3 separate regions of the Mus musculus genome follow, and regions 2 and 3 are each linked to region 1. The links are chromatin contacts, called in public Hi-C and HiChIP or PLAC-seq maps. All regions are on one chromosome and are shown on one strand. Each heading gives the region's core, a stretch centred on a gene start, on an enhancer-like site or on the middle of the called end of the contact. The rest is flanking DNA. Distances are from core to core; before and after follow the strand shown.

Region 1 (4,014 bases), core at 719-3,218:
TGCCTGGTCTGAAACTGGTAGAACTTTTTGGGAAAGATTAGGAGGTGTGGCCTTGTTGGAGGTATATCTCTGGAGATGAGCTTTGAGGTTTCAAAAGCTCATACCATTCCTAGTGAGTTCTCTCTGTGTCCCTCTCTCTGTCTCTCTCTGTCTCTGTCTCTCTCTATATATATATCTTTGTCCTTATCTCTGTCTATCTCTCTGTCTCTCTCTCTATCTGTCTCTCTGTCTTTCTTTGTCTCTGTCTGTCTCTGTCTCTCTCTATCTGTCTCCCTCTGTATCTGTCTCTCTGTCTGTCTCTGTCTGCCTGTCTCTGTATCTTTCTCTCTGTGTATTTCTCTCTGCCCCCCCCCTTTCTGCTTGTGGATCAGATATAAGCTCTAAGATACTACTTCAGTGAACAAACTCATTGAAACTATAAGCAAGCCTGGTGGAGTGCTTTCTTTTTTTATAAGTTATCTTCATCATGGTACTTAGTCATAGCACTACAAAAGTAACTAAGACAGTGAGGTATAAAAAGTTGGGAGACAGATGAGGAGGAGTTGGAAGGAGCATGAGGGCACATATAATCAAAATATCTAAATGCAATTCTCAGAGATAAGATTTTAAAGTATGCTACCTTAAAAGACCTGCCATCAGTCTGCCAAAACAGGGAATTTGAATAAATGATTCAAAATGAAAAGAAAACAAAAACAAAACAAAAAACAAAAAAAAGGACTCCACTACTTTCATTTTCATTCTTCTTAAGACATTCTTTTCCCTCCCCATTCTCTCTCTCTCTCTCTCTCTCTCTCTCTCTCTCTCTCTCACACACACACACACACACACACACACACATCCCTACATAGACTCAACAGGAAAATTTTTAATTATCTAAGTGGGGTAGGTATTATTTCACAGTTCACATTTGAGGTCTGTTTCTACTCACTGATGAGGTTTAGAAAATGCCAGGGGGGGGGGGGCAGATGAATGAGCCAAATGCAGGGAGACTGTCCTGTGTGTTCTAATCACTTGGACTTAGGCATTTGTCTGCCACAGGAGTGAGAGCTGGCGACAAAGAATTCAATTAATTAAACAGAAAAATCCACCCTGATTTGGAACAAATTTCTATTTTAGATGCTGAATTAAATGGCTAACTTAGGTTATTAGTACTTATGAAATCAAATCTTTCCACAGTACTGTAGAGGTGCTATGACCACTGTATACTACAGTTACCCGTTTTACTGTTCCCAAATCAATTACAAATGGAATCATTCACAACGGCCACACTTTCCTTGGGCCAGAGCATGGTGGGTGAGAACCAGGAAATAGAACAAACCAATAATTTGTCAATTTCCTGAACTAGGGTCAAAGTTGTGGATGTTGAGTGCAACCGGGCAGCATACCAAGACATAGCTAAACAAAACTTTAGAAGGGGCAGGAATATGATCCCTGGGTCCAATCTTACCTACTTTACACCAAAGGTAGATTAAGAAGTCTTCTGACTTCTTCAAGTGGAAATAATTTGCTAATGACCTATTTTTAAGCGATACAATTCTCCTTACCTTATAGAACTTGGCAAATACTTGAGCGAGGGGAAAAGGCATTCCCACATTGGCAGTGGGAAGTCTGTAGAAGTTTTGTATATGGTCCCTCACTTGAGCACAGAATAAGGCGATGAAAGTTCCTAGAAACATCTGTTTCCAGCTGTGAGCTCAGCCTCATAGCACACATGTTGTTAGCAGCGTAGGCTTTGGGGAGCTCCCTCAAACCCTGCTATTACTAGTCAACCAAAGCAGTAGTCATGCTCCAGTTTTACTCAGAATTTAAACTGGTTTCAGTTTCCATGACTTCCAGTCTATTGTTGCTGTATAAATAGCCAGAGCGGGCGCTTCGAAGATTGCCACAAGTGGAAATGAAGCAGAAGTGTGCAAAGCATCAGGTTCTGATCACCAGAGATGAGTCAGAGAACAACTCTATGCTTAGGGAATTTCTCAAGTCATATCGTAAGACTAAAGATGTCTGGATCTCTGTCAGCTCCCTGTCAGCCCTCACAGAGTGTGGGCGAGGCATTGATGACCACACCAGGGAGTGCTATTCTCTGTGACTGTTGGTCAACATCCAGTGTCCTGTGTGACCAATACCAGGGAGGATTCAAATGAGAGCTGCAATGAGATAGCATTTTCTCATCAAAATAGAGATACAAATAATTCTAACTCAGCCAGAAAGCTCATTGTGGGAATGCAACTCAGACAAACACTGTGAATAACAACAGAGATGTAATAGTGTAGAGATTGCCGTGCTCTCTTGATCTGGTGACTCAGTTTCCTAACAGCAGCGGTTCTCAACTTGTGGGTTGACACCCCACTGGGAATCAAATGACCCCTTCATGGAGGTCGCCTAGAACCACCGAAAAACACAGATATTTACACTATGACTCACGACAATAGCAAAGTTACAGTTATGAAGCAACACGACACACAATTTTATGATTGGGGGCTCACCCACCGTATTAAAGAGACACAGCATAGAAAGGCCGAGAAGCACTGCCCTAAAGAAACCTCGGTATGTGAGAAAGTCAGCGTCAGCTCGCACTGCTTTACCAGAGTTGAAGCAATGACATGTTGTTGTTGTTGTTTTTAAATAGTGGACTGAATAAACTATGCTCGACTTATGCAAGAAAACTCTCACCTCATAACAAAAAGGTTTCAATCTTTGCAACAAAAAAATAGTGAACTAAAAACAGAGGCAGGAAATGGCATATTTTGACACTATTAAAATAAATCATGAAACAAATATAAGGACATGGTACGGGCACGTGCAGTGAGCAGGAAGAAACACCCAGAGATCAATAACACTGAATTCAGACTGGAGGGCTGGCTTGGCCTTGAGACAATTTGCTGCCTGTCTACTCCTGAGGATCTGACGCCCTCTCTGGTCTCTGGGAGCACACACATGTGGTGTACACTCGAACAGGCACACACAAATAAAACTACATAAACAGCACTAAACTCAAGTACTTCTGGAAAAGAAGAGGCCATAAGAGGAACATAGGCGCTCCAGTTGTGTTGATAATATTTAACTTTCATAACTGATCACTGAGTAGGTTGAAACTCTATTATTTTCTCTATTGTGTTTCAGTTCATCTTTTTTCGTATCCTATGCTACTATTTCAATCCTTTCCCTGTAACTCAGCCCCTCTAATTTTAAGGGCCGGGTAATCAGTGCAGGGTTGGGTGAGCTCAAAAAACCTAGTGGTGCACTATGTGCAAAAATCCGACAGCATCATTTTTTTTTCTACAGGAAAAGAAAATAGAAATTTGGCTTGGTGCCAATGAAGCGTAAGTATCTGGAACTCACTCGTGTGTTTTATGTAACCCACAGAATAAGGAAATTCACCCGGGAGACAGGCGCAAGGAAGAAGGCCTAATTTAGATTTCCATCATACTTTCCATGCAGGAATTCGCTACTATTCTTCATGTAAAAGCTCTAGGATACAGTCAATGGTACACTTGGTGCCTTCAATTGATGAACTAACATAAAATATTTGGATTTTCATGTAAATATATGAGTCAGTCTTTTTCAGATACAGATGTGAAGGCTCTTATAACTATTAGTTACATAGATGAAGCATACCTTACTTACTCATATGAGAAATTCTCAGTCACAGTGAGAAAAATCTGAGCGTCACCATGGCACAGTGGGTAGTGACACCGTACGTGACGTCATCTGATGGGTCAATGTCAAAATGCAAATCTGCAGCATCATTTCTAAATCTAAAACCCTTCATCTGCGATACGTAAATGGTGTTTTATGAGCCAATCAATTAAGAATATTGTATAAGATTACTTTCCAAATAAGTGTACAAGGCACACAAAAACTGGATTTTGTGTTAGACATCCCATCCTCAGGCCAGGGGATTGTATGCACATTATGTACAATATAAACCCTCCAAATCCAAACCAAACACAACATCCAAAATCCATTAACACTCCCGATTCCAAGCATTTTTGATAAGGCATATTCAACCTGTAT
Region 2 (4,014 bases), core at 970-3,469, 390 kb before region 1:
ATTGTGGGCCAGATTACTCCCCAAGGAAATTGTCTTTATGCGGTATCAGAGTCAGGCCAACAGACACTCTATTCATGTACAGATGTCCTGTCCTAACCCTGTGACCTCTTCAGGTGATAAGGAAAGCCAGAATTACACATGAGCTTTTGGTTATCACAGCCACTTAGAAACACAGCTTTCCATTCCAGCCCACTGGCAGAATGAATTACACAGCCTCACTAAGCTGCTAGAGAGGCGGGAAAGTGGGATCCTTTCTCACGGACACAGATGTGCGCTAGATGGTCCTATTAGGAAGGGGTTGGGAGGATTAGGACAGAGGCAAACATTCTCTAGGGAGAAAGGCAGCTGATGGAAATATAGAAAGTAGCAACACAGGCAGACCTGGCAAGGATCACCTCTGCAGCACAAGGCATTCCCGAAATCCAAAATGAGCACTAGGATGCTGTAGTGACTTTCAGATAAGGATAAATAAGCACCAAGCTTGTAGTTGCAGTTCTTGTCTGCTTATAGCAGAGTTCGGGGTGCCAAACATCTACTGGACTCTTATACAGTGCAAGGAACATGCCAGGCTTGAGGTATAGCCACTCTTTAAAAAATGAGAATACAAAAGCACGTCAAATATGGAAAAATAGTATCTGAAAATACAGAAACATGCCAGTTTTCATAGCTGTCTGTGCTTAACAGCTTAAACACAGGAGAGAGGGAGAGGGAAAGAGATTTCCTTCCCAAACATAGCCGCACAGCTCTGCGCCAGGTCCCTCTTACCCAGCTGGAGGCTACAGCCAGACTGAGCCAGCAGCAGGTTCTCCATCTATGTCCAGGCTCCAGGCTGCCTGGGAGCTTTAGGAGAACAAGGTGACCGATCCCCACAATTGCCATAGCCTCGAGGTACAGGCGCCGAGATTGTATGACTCGATACTAAGTCCAGCCTATTAGAAAGGGCTCTACAACTCACTGATTCTCTTGACTTTGGTCACGGTTCCACGATATAAAACATCTTAGACCCCATTTAACAGAGGTAAAAATGAGCCAACCTTCCTTCGAGTTGGCACGGGACCTAGAACCAGCATCTGAACTCTGAGCGTCCCATTCACTACCCAGGATCTTTTGTGAGACTGACCAAGAAGGAAGTACTCAGGTACCCTGGCTCTTTGAAAGTCATAATAAAGGGAAGTACACAACAACAGAAAAGAAGTGTTTAAGATATAAAGAGAAAGAGGGCCAGGAATATGACTCAGGATAGAACATTTACCTAGGAGCTGTGAAGCCAGAATTTCAATTCTTAGCACACTGAAAACAAAAAGCCATCTTTCAGGTTGGAGAGACAGCTGGGTGGGGTGAAATATTTATATGCAACCGTGATGACCTGAGTTCAAATCACTAACACCTGTGTAAAATCAAGGCTTGAAGGAACACAAGCACAGTGCTGAGGTGACAGAAAGAGGCAGAGCCCAGGGTCTCAGTGGCTCCCAGCCTCACTGAAATACAGAGCTTCAGTCAGGTTCAATTAGAGATCTCATCTCTAAATCAACACAGAAAGCCAGCAAGGAGTACATCTGATCATGACCCCCTGTCTTTACCTGCCCATGCACACGTATGGTGTGTGGACCTGCACACACACACACACACACACACACACACACACGAGAGAGAGAGAGAGAGAGAGAGAGAGAGAGAGAGAGAGAGAGAGAGAGAGATGCAACTTCATGATTGCTATTATGCAAAGTATGCATAGTAGCTATTTTCAAGTTTTCCCTGTGATACTGAACGAGCAGTGTGGGGTGGTGGTGGTGGTGGTGGTGGTGGTGGCTAGGACCTTTCTAAATGTGAGCGCTGCAGCCTCCTCAATCTCTTCAAAGCCCCATTCCTCTCACTGCCCCCAGCCCCACCCCTCAGCTCCAAGAGTATTCAGAACTCTGGTATGCCCGAGCCACATGCTGATAGATCAAAAGTTGAACTCAGCCAACCATGAAGAGGAAAGTTCACACTTCACCTCACCAATTTGTGCGTCCTGGCAAGGTTTGAGGGAACCAGCAGAGGGAAGCCCCACCTGAAGCAAACGACCATTTGAAAATCTAAGACCAAAGCTAGAAACAGTAGGAGCTGTGAGAAGAAGTATGGATGCTTTTCACTCTCAATAGGGAAACTGAAGATAGAGGGAAGCCAGAATTGTGCCCGGTATGTAGACCTCTGTGGTGTTCATAAACAAACACCCCGAAACCACAACTGCTGCTTTCAGAATGACTCCAGGGACTTGAGGACCGGAATTACTCCACAGTGGTGCACAGAGCTAGAGGATTTGAGAAGAGAAAGTGCTAGTGTGACAGGAACAAAAGCCAGTCAAGTAAAGAGGCGACATGGTCACCATGGGAGGGAGGAGAGACAGAACAGAGTGCCTGGCTGCTCTGATGGTTCAGGTTGTCCACAAAACATAACGTAGAATCACCTGAGAACAGAGTCTCGACAAGGGACTGGCTAGATCCCGTTAGCCTTCCAGGATGCCGGTGAGGAATAATCTTAATCGGGAATAACTAAGGTAGGAGGACCTGCCCACCGAGGGTGGCGTTATTCCCCAGGCAGGAAATCCTGAAGTCTAAGGGTGACAAAAGCGAGCTGAGAATCACTTCTATTCCTGCCCACGTTCCTGCTGCCTGCAACTTCAGCCTCCTAGCTATGATGGACCCTAACCTGGAGTCATGAGCCACAAGACATCTTTTCTACCCTTAAGCTGTGTTTGTTGGGATATTTTGTCAAAACAACAGAAAAGAAATGAAGACTGTGGCTAAAAGCTTAAGAGTGATAATCCAAGGACACATAAGGAGATTTGGGTTCTGTCCAACCATTCCTGAGACAACTGGGAAATTTGAATACTGAATCTGCAATGGGTTCTTGTTCAAGTTTCTAGTACTATCATGGCATTATGGCTCTGTTTTCTAAAAAGAATCCTTATAGTATTAAACTATTTACAGGAAAGTCTATATGATGTCTGGAATTTGCTTTGTGAGATACCAAAATGGGGGAGGGGAACCTAATGAGTCTAAAAGAGAAATCTTGGACCACAAGTTGGGAACAACTGAAGCACTGAGAGTAGACACTTGAAGGATCATTCTAGAATTCTATCTACTTTGGGTTATTTTCAATACTAGAAACTAAGTTTAAAAATAAAAGTCTGAAGTGTTTGGGGTGTAACTATAGTTTCTGCCACATTCACATCCTTTCCTTTTCTCGGCTTCTAGAAACAGTGCTGTTCCACATCCCTTACTCAGGGAACCACCCCAGTTCATTTGGTTTTCTTGGGTGACACCAGAGTTTCCATCCAATGAGCCATGTGATCTAACCACAGCCACCATAGTCCTTCTGTGGGATTTCATGTGGGAGCCCTACAAAAGAGAAGTTCTCTGGGATGCCTCAATAAGATGGCTGGGATCTGGAGACACCCAGAGCTGGGGGACTGAGGAAAAAGGTAGGGTGGGGACAGGAGAAGGCTTACAATGAGGTGATAATAATGTCCAACTGAGTTCCTGAATCCCTTGTCCAGCTTTACCCTGTCCTATGAAAGGAGACCACTAAGTTCCCTCTTAAGTACTTTTTTTTTCCAAGACAGAAGCTCATGTAGCTGAAGCTAGCCTTGAACTCCTGATCCTCCTGCCCCACTCCCTGTGTGTGGGATTGTGGGTGTATACTAACCCCAACAGAATTGCAGACTCAACAACTTTAAGGATGAGCTGAGAAGAACATCCTGGATTATCCACATGGTCTCAAGAAATTAGGAGGCTCCTTTTGAGAGGAAGGTAAGGCCAGAGTCAGAGAGAGGAAAGTGGTCACAAGGCAGAGATAGTCTGCCACACTTTGAATATGGAAGAAGCAGCCTGGGGCAGTTAAACTTTGACTGTCAACTTGATGTGATCTACAGTCACCTAGGAAGGCAGCCCATAGGCACACCTCTGAAAGATGATCTGCACGAGGCTAACCTTCAGGCTTGCCAGAGAGGGATTATCTTAGTTGGGTAACCTG
Region 3 (4,014 bases), core at 840-3,339, 360 kb after region 1:
TGTTTTAATTAGGAGGAAATAGCCACACAGCATCACTTCTCTAAGGCCCTCCTCTTGTGTTATCCAGCTTTCCACTGTTGTATCAAATACTTAAGGTAATTAACTTATAAAGAGAAAAGGCTTATTTGGGGTCAAGATGTTGGAGGTTTCAGCCCATGACTATTTAGCTCCATTTCTTTTGGACATATGGCAAGGAAGCATATGGGTACCTTGCTTAAAGTACAAGCTGCTCATTTTCTGGCTAGAAAATCAAAGAGTGAAAGAGGAAAGGATTTGGACGTCACAGCCTCCTTTAAGAGCACCCCATCATAATGTAAAGACTTTCTGCTGGGCCTTTCCTTCTAACCACTCTGCATCCCGCTATTCCTACACCTTTACCCCATGAACGTTGGGGAAGTTTTCCAATTCCAAACTGCAGTGTCTTTATTTGTATGGACTTGTCTATACATGTCCCCTAGATAGTTACACACACACGCACATGCACACGCACACACACAGCCTTTTCCTCTTTTCTCTAGTAAATATGAAAAACCAACCAACCAACCAAACAAAGAACAGCAATGACAACCACAAAATGCAGAACACCATAATAGAACAGATGCTGGTAGGGCTGTGGGTGGCACATCAGGTGCCCCTTACTTTTATATCTGCTTACTTTCTCACCACTGCTACATCAAAACACACCAAGCTCAATGGAGCCTCAAAGTTTCTGATCTGAAGGTTTTCCAGGCTATAAGCTGCAAAATTCAAGTCCCACTACAGGAATAACCAATCAAAGTATAGCCTCAGAATAGCTGGTCCATGTGTGATGGAAACTCAAAACTTTTCTTTTGCTCTTTCTCTCTATTGCTTGCCAGGGACCTGTAACAGGCTTACTGGAAACTGTCCCTTGTTCTAAAAAGAAAACCCATCAGGACTCATGAAAGCCACTAGCGTCTGCACAGAGAGGACCAGGGTACCATACAGAGAAGGAAATGACCAGAGGCCAGGGTCAACAACTGGGGAACAGGAGTTGAGGGGAGTCTCTGTCCTCTGGCTGCTTGGCAGGGCCCTGCTTTCCAAGGCCTTGGCCAGGGCAACCCAGTTTATTTTCGGTTAATCTGGGTATGCCCTAATTTATTACTGGAGCCTCAAATTTGCATGTCTACTTTAAGAGACCCTAACAAGTACACATAATAAAATGTTAATTTATGCCTTCTGTGAGGATTGGGATCTAGCGTGGCTTTGACGCAACTGCAAAGCAGAACAAATCTGGAAACTCTGGCAGGCAGGCAGGATGGTGGGGGAGGGACTGCGCGCTTCTCTGGGTTTTAGAAGGGCAGCTGCTGGAGGAGGCTGGGAAAGTATCCTGGCGTTCCCCTCCATGTACAACCCAAGGGGGCTTTCTACAATAGTCCAGGGTGGCCCTTTTGTCTCAGACCCCTGACTAAACACAATATCAAAATATCACCAAGCATAAAGCAGGCCGGTTGGTAAATACTTGGTGGATTGATTCATAATACTGGGAATGTCTTGAGCACAGACATTTCCTTCCGCGGTTCTGGAACTGTCAGGTCTTGCTTAGCTGCTCCTAAGCTCCACGCCCAGCTTCTCTCTGAAGAAAGCAGCCCACGCTTGCATTCGTGCGGCATTTATGGAAGCTGCGAACAGCCACTCCCGCAAAGGATCGCTGGATTCCTCAGACATTACCCAGTGCAGGCTGTCCTGGGAGATCTTTCACATCAGTTGTGATCTCCTCAGGTACCATCCCCATGGCTGACACTCTAGAGCAGTGTTTCTCAATAGTCCCTCCTGTGTGGTTACCCTCAGCCATAAAACTATTTTTGTTGCTACATTATAACCGTAAATTTGCTATGTTATTGATGATAAGGTAAATATTTGTGTTTTCTGATGGTCCCTTGAAACAGTCATTTGACCCTCAAAGAGATGACGACCCACACAGGCTGAGAACCGCTGCTCTAGCGTCTCTTAAACTGGTCCTCTTATTCAGAACCATACTATTTATTTACATCTCCTCATTATACTGACCTTGGGAGGATTTCAGGATTAAAATATACCAGCAGACTTCTGGTAGGTTTATGTAACCAACTTCTGGCGCTCCTGCCAAATCTATGATACCACATTCCTCCAAGAACCACTCCTTTCTCCACAAACGGAACCCCAAGTAAGCAGCCATCACCCAACCACCACGGCCATGGATTGTATCAGGGGCCCTTGGCCCTCATCGGGTGAGCACTATCTTCCTCTTAGGAATTTATAACTAGGTTTAAGAAAGTTGAGTAGACATTAGTATCTGGGTCAGGCATGGAGTTTGGAGGTACAGAGGACATTTGCTAAGAGAATCAAGACAAGCCAGGATATGGAGTAAAAAAAGAAAAATAAAGTAAAATAGAATCTGCATAGATTTGGGTATCCTTCATGCTGCTGGGTTCTGAAGGTGACTCAATATTCTTTCCAATAATTTCCTATTCGTCGACTGGGCTTATTTGACTGGATTTCCGGTACTTGCTTGCAAAGGGACTTTCAAAAGACATTACTTTTTATGATAGAGTTCTGTTGCTGTAATCAGGACTGCATCCCTCACTGAATTGTCGCCCTCTATAGGATTGACTGCCCAACTTCCAGTGGCTTATGACACCAGTATCATAATCCACACTTAGACTCAGGGTGCTCTACAAACTGTTCATCTAACCCAGGTCATTTTCTCTGTCTCTTCCATATAGCCCCGTTTTTTGAGTCAGTCTATCTGTCTCTCTGTCCTTCTCACTCTCTCACCCTCTTCCTCTGCCGCACCTCTGTATTCAGAGGTCATCCTCTAGTGTTATTTCTGGGCAGCTCATCTTGATTTTGTGGTAGGCCAACACTGGACTGGAACGCACAATAGTTAAATCTGGCTGTCTACTGAGCCTCAGCTTCTTGTCCTACTGAGCCTTGTCATCAGTACTGTGACCACAAGTATATATCATGCTGTTCTTTTCACATTGGTCTGGGGACAGAAGTCCTATCTGCATGTTTTCGAGGTGAGCACTTTCCCAACTGAGCTATCTCCCTTGCTCCTGTCCTCCTTGTCTTAGTCAGGGTTTCTATTCCTGCACAAACATCATAACCAAGAAGCACTTGGGGGAGGAAAGTATTTATTCTGCTTACACTTCCATACTGCTGTTCATCACCAAGGAAGTCAGGACTGGAACTCAAGCAGGTCAGAAAGCAGGAGCTGATGCAGAAGCCATGGAGGGATGCTCTTTACTGGCTTCTTCTCCTGGCTTGCTCAGCTTGCTCTCTTATAAAACCCAAGACTACCAGCCCAGAGATGGTCCTACCCACAAGGGGCCTTTCCCCCTTGATCACTAATTGAGAAAATGCCTTACAGTTGGATCTCATGGAGGCATTTCCTCAACTGAAGCTCCTTTCTCTGTGATAACTCCAGCTGTGTCAGGTTGACACAGAACTAGTCAGTGCACTCCTCTTTAGAGCTCTCTAAACCTTATTTCCCTGTGTCACTGCCTGGGTTGGAATGGTCTTTCCTTTCTTCTTGGCCATACATGAGATCTGGATTAGACACTGGAAGCTTTTCAGTTTCATATATGACCACTCTGGAAAAAGCGGGCACAGTTCTTATTAACAGCAGCGAACAATTTGCCTAATGAAAACTGAGTTTAAACTGCTAAAGAAGTGAGAGAGCTAAACTGTGTTCTTGGCTCACTGGGAAGGAGTGTCTTCCTTTCATAAAAACTTTAACATTTCTCAGCACTGAGGGAGGAGCCAAATAGCACCAGTGTTCTCCCAGATGTAAAGGGCATGGTGGGGTCTGTATATAGAGAGAGCATAAAATAACTTATCAGACCCCTACTTTGTGTGTTCAGTGTCAATGGATTACACCCTGAACTGAAGCAAGAATGGCAGAGGAGAAGCCCACTGGATGAATGGTTTTAATACTGTCTGATGACAATAAAGCCAGAGATGCTGGAGTGAGTGGAGAGATGGATCAACAACGTCAAGAGTATTGACTGCTTT

What was found. Hi-C and Micro-C count contacts between places; a contact is called where the count stands out from the background. HiChIP or PLAC-seq counts read pairs in DNA pulled down with a chosen protein or histone mark.
Region 2: a Hi-C map of Th1 cells shows a contact between it and region 1, with 3 times the contacts expected there. The contact joins two enhancer-like sites.
Region 3: a contact with region 1 is called in an H3K27ac HiChIP or PLAC-seq map of regulatory T cells, with 5 times the contacts expected there. The contact joins two enhancer-like sites. A contact is called at or near these places in 1 of 15 datasets of contacts at CTCF or cohesin (pro-B cells), 7 of 484 Hi-C or Micro-C datasets (the C2C12 cell line, adipose-derived mesenchymal stem cells, bone marrow-derived macrophages and 3 more), 3 of 115 datasets of contacts at active chromatin or transcription factors (CD8 T cells, fibro-adipogenic progenitors and regulatory T cells) and 1 of 9 other capture datasets (liver).

What each region holds. Positions count from the first base shown.
Region 1 is chr10:13,830,918-13,834,931 of GRCm38.p6, forward strand. The region is part of intron 1 of Aig1 (androgen-induced 1); the gene reads right to left. Among named protein-coding and RNA genes, the nearest start is that of Aig1, 36 kb to the right of the region's middle. Within about 2 kb of position 1,969, at least 108 of the 459 cell types and tissues checked have an H3K27ac peak or open chromatin away from gene starts, as enhancers often do. A contact at or near this core is called in Th1 cells, cortical neurons, muscle stem cells and 1 more, where this site is marked.
Region 2 is chr10:13,436,377-13,440,390 of GRCm38.p6, forward strand. The region is part of intron 1 of Phactr2 (phosphatase and actin regulator 2); the gene reads right to left. Among named protein-coding and RNA genes, the nearest start is that of Phactr2, 36 kb to the right of the region's middle. Within about 2 kb of position 2,220, at least 69 of the 459 cell types and tissues checked have an H3K27ac peak or open chromatin away from gene starts, as enhancers often do. A contact at or near this core is called in Th1 cells, where this site is marked.
Region 3 is chr10:14,194,867-14,198,880 of GRCm38.p6, forward strand. No RefSeq gene overlaps it. Among named protein-coding and RNA genes, the nearest start is that of Gm51759, 70 kb to the left of the region's middle. Within about 2 kb of position 2,090, at least 47 of the 459 cell types and tissues checked have an H3K27ac peak or open chromatin away from gene starts, as enhancers often do. A contact at or near this core is called in cortical neurons, muscle stem cells and regulatory T cells, where this site is marked.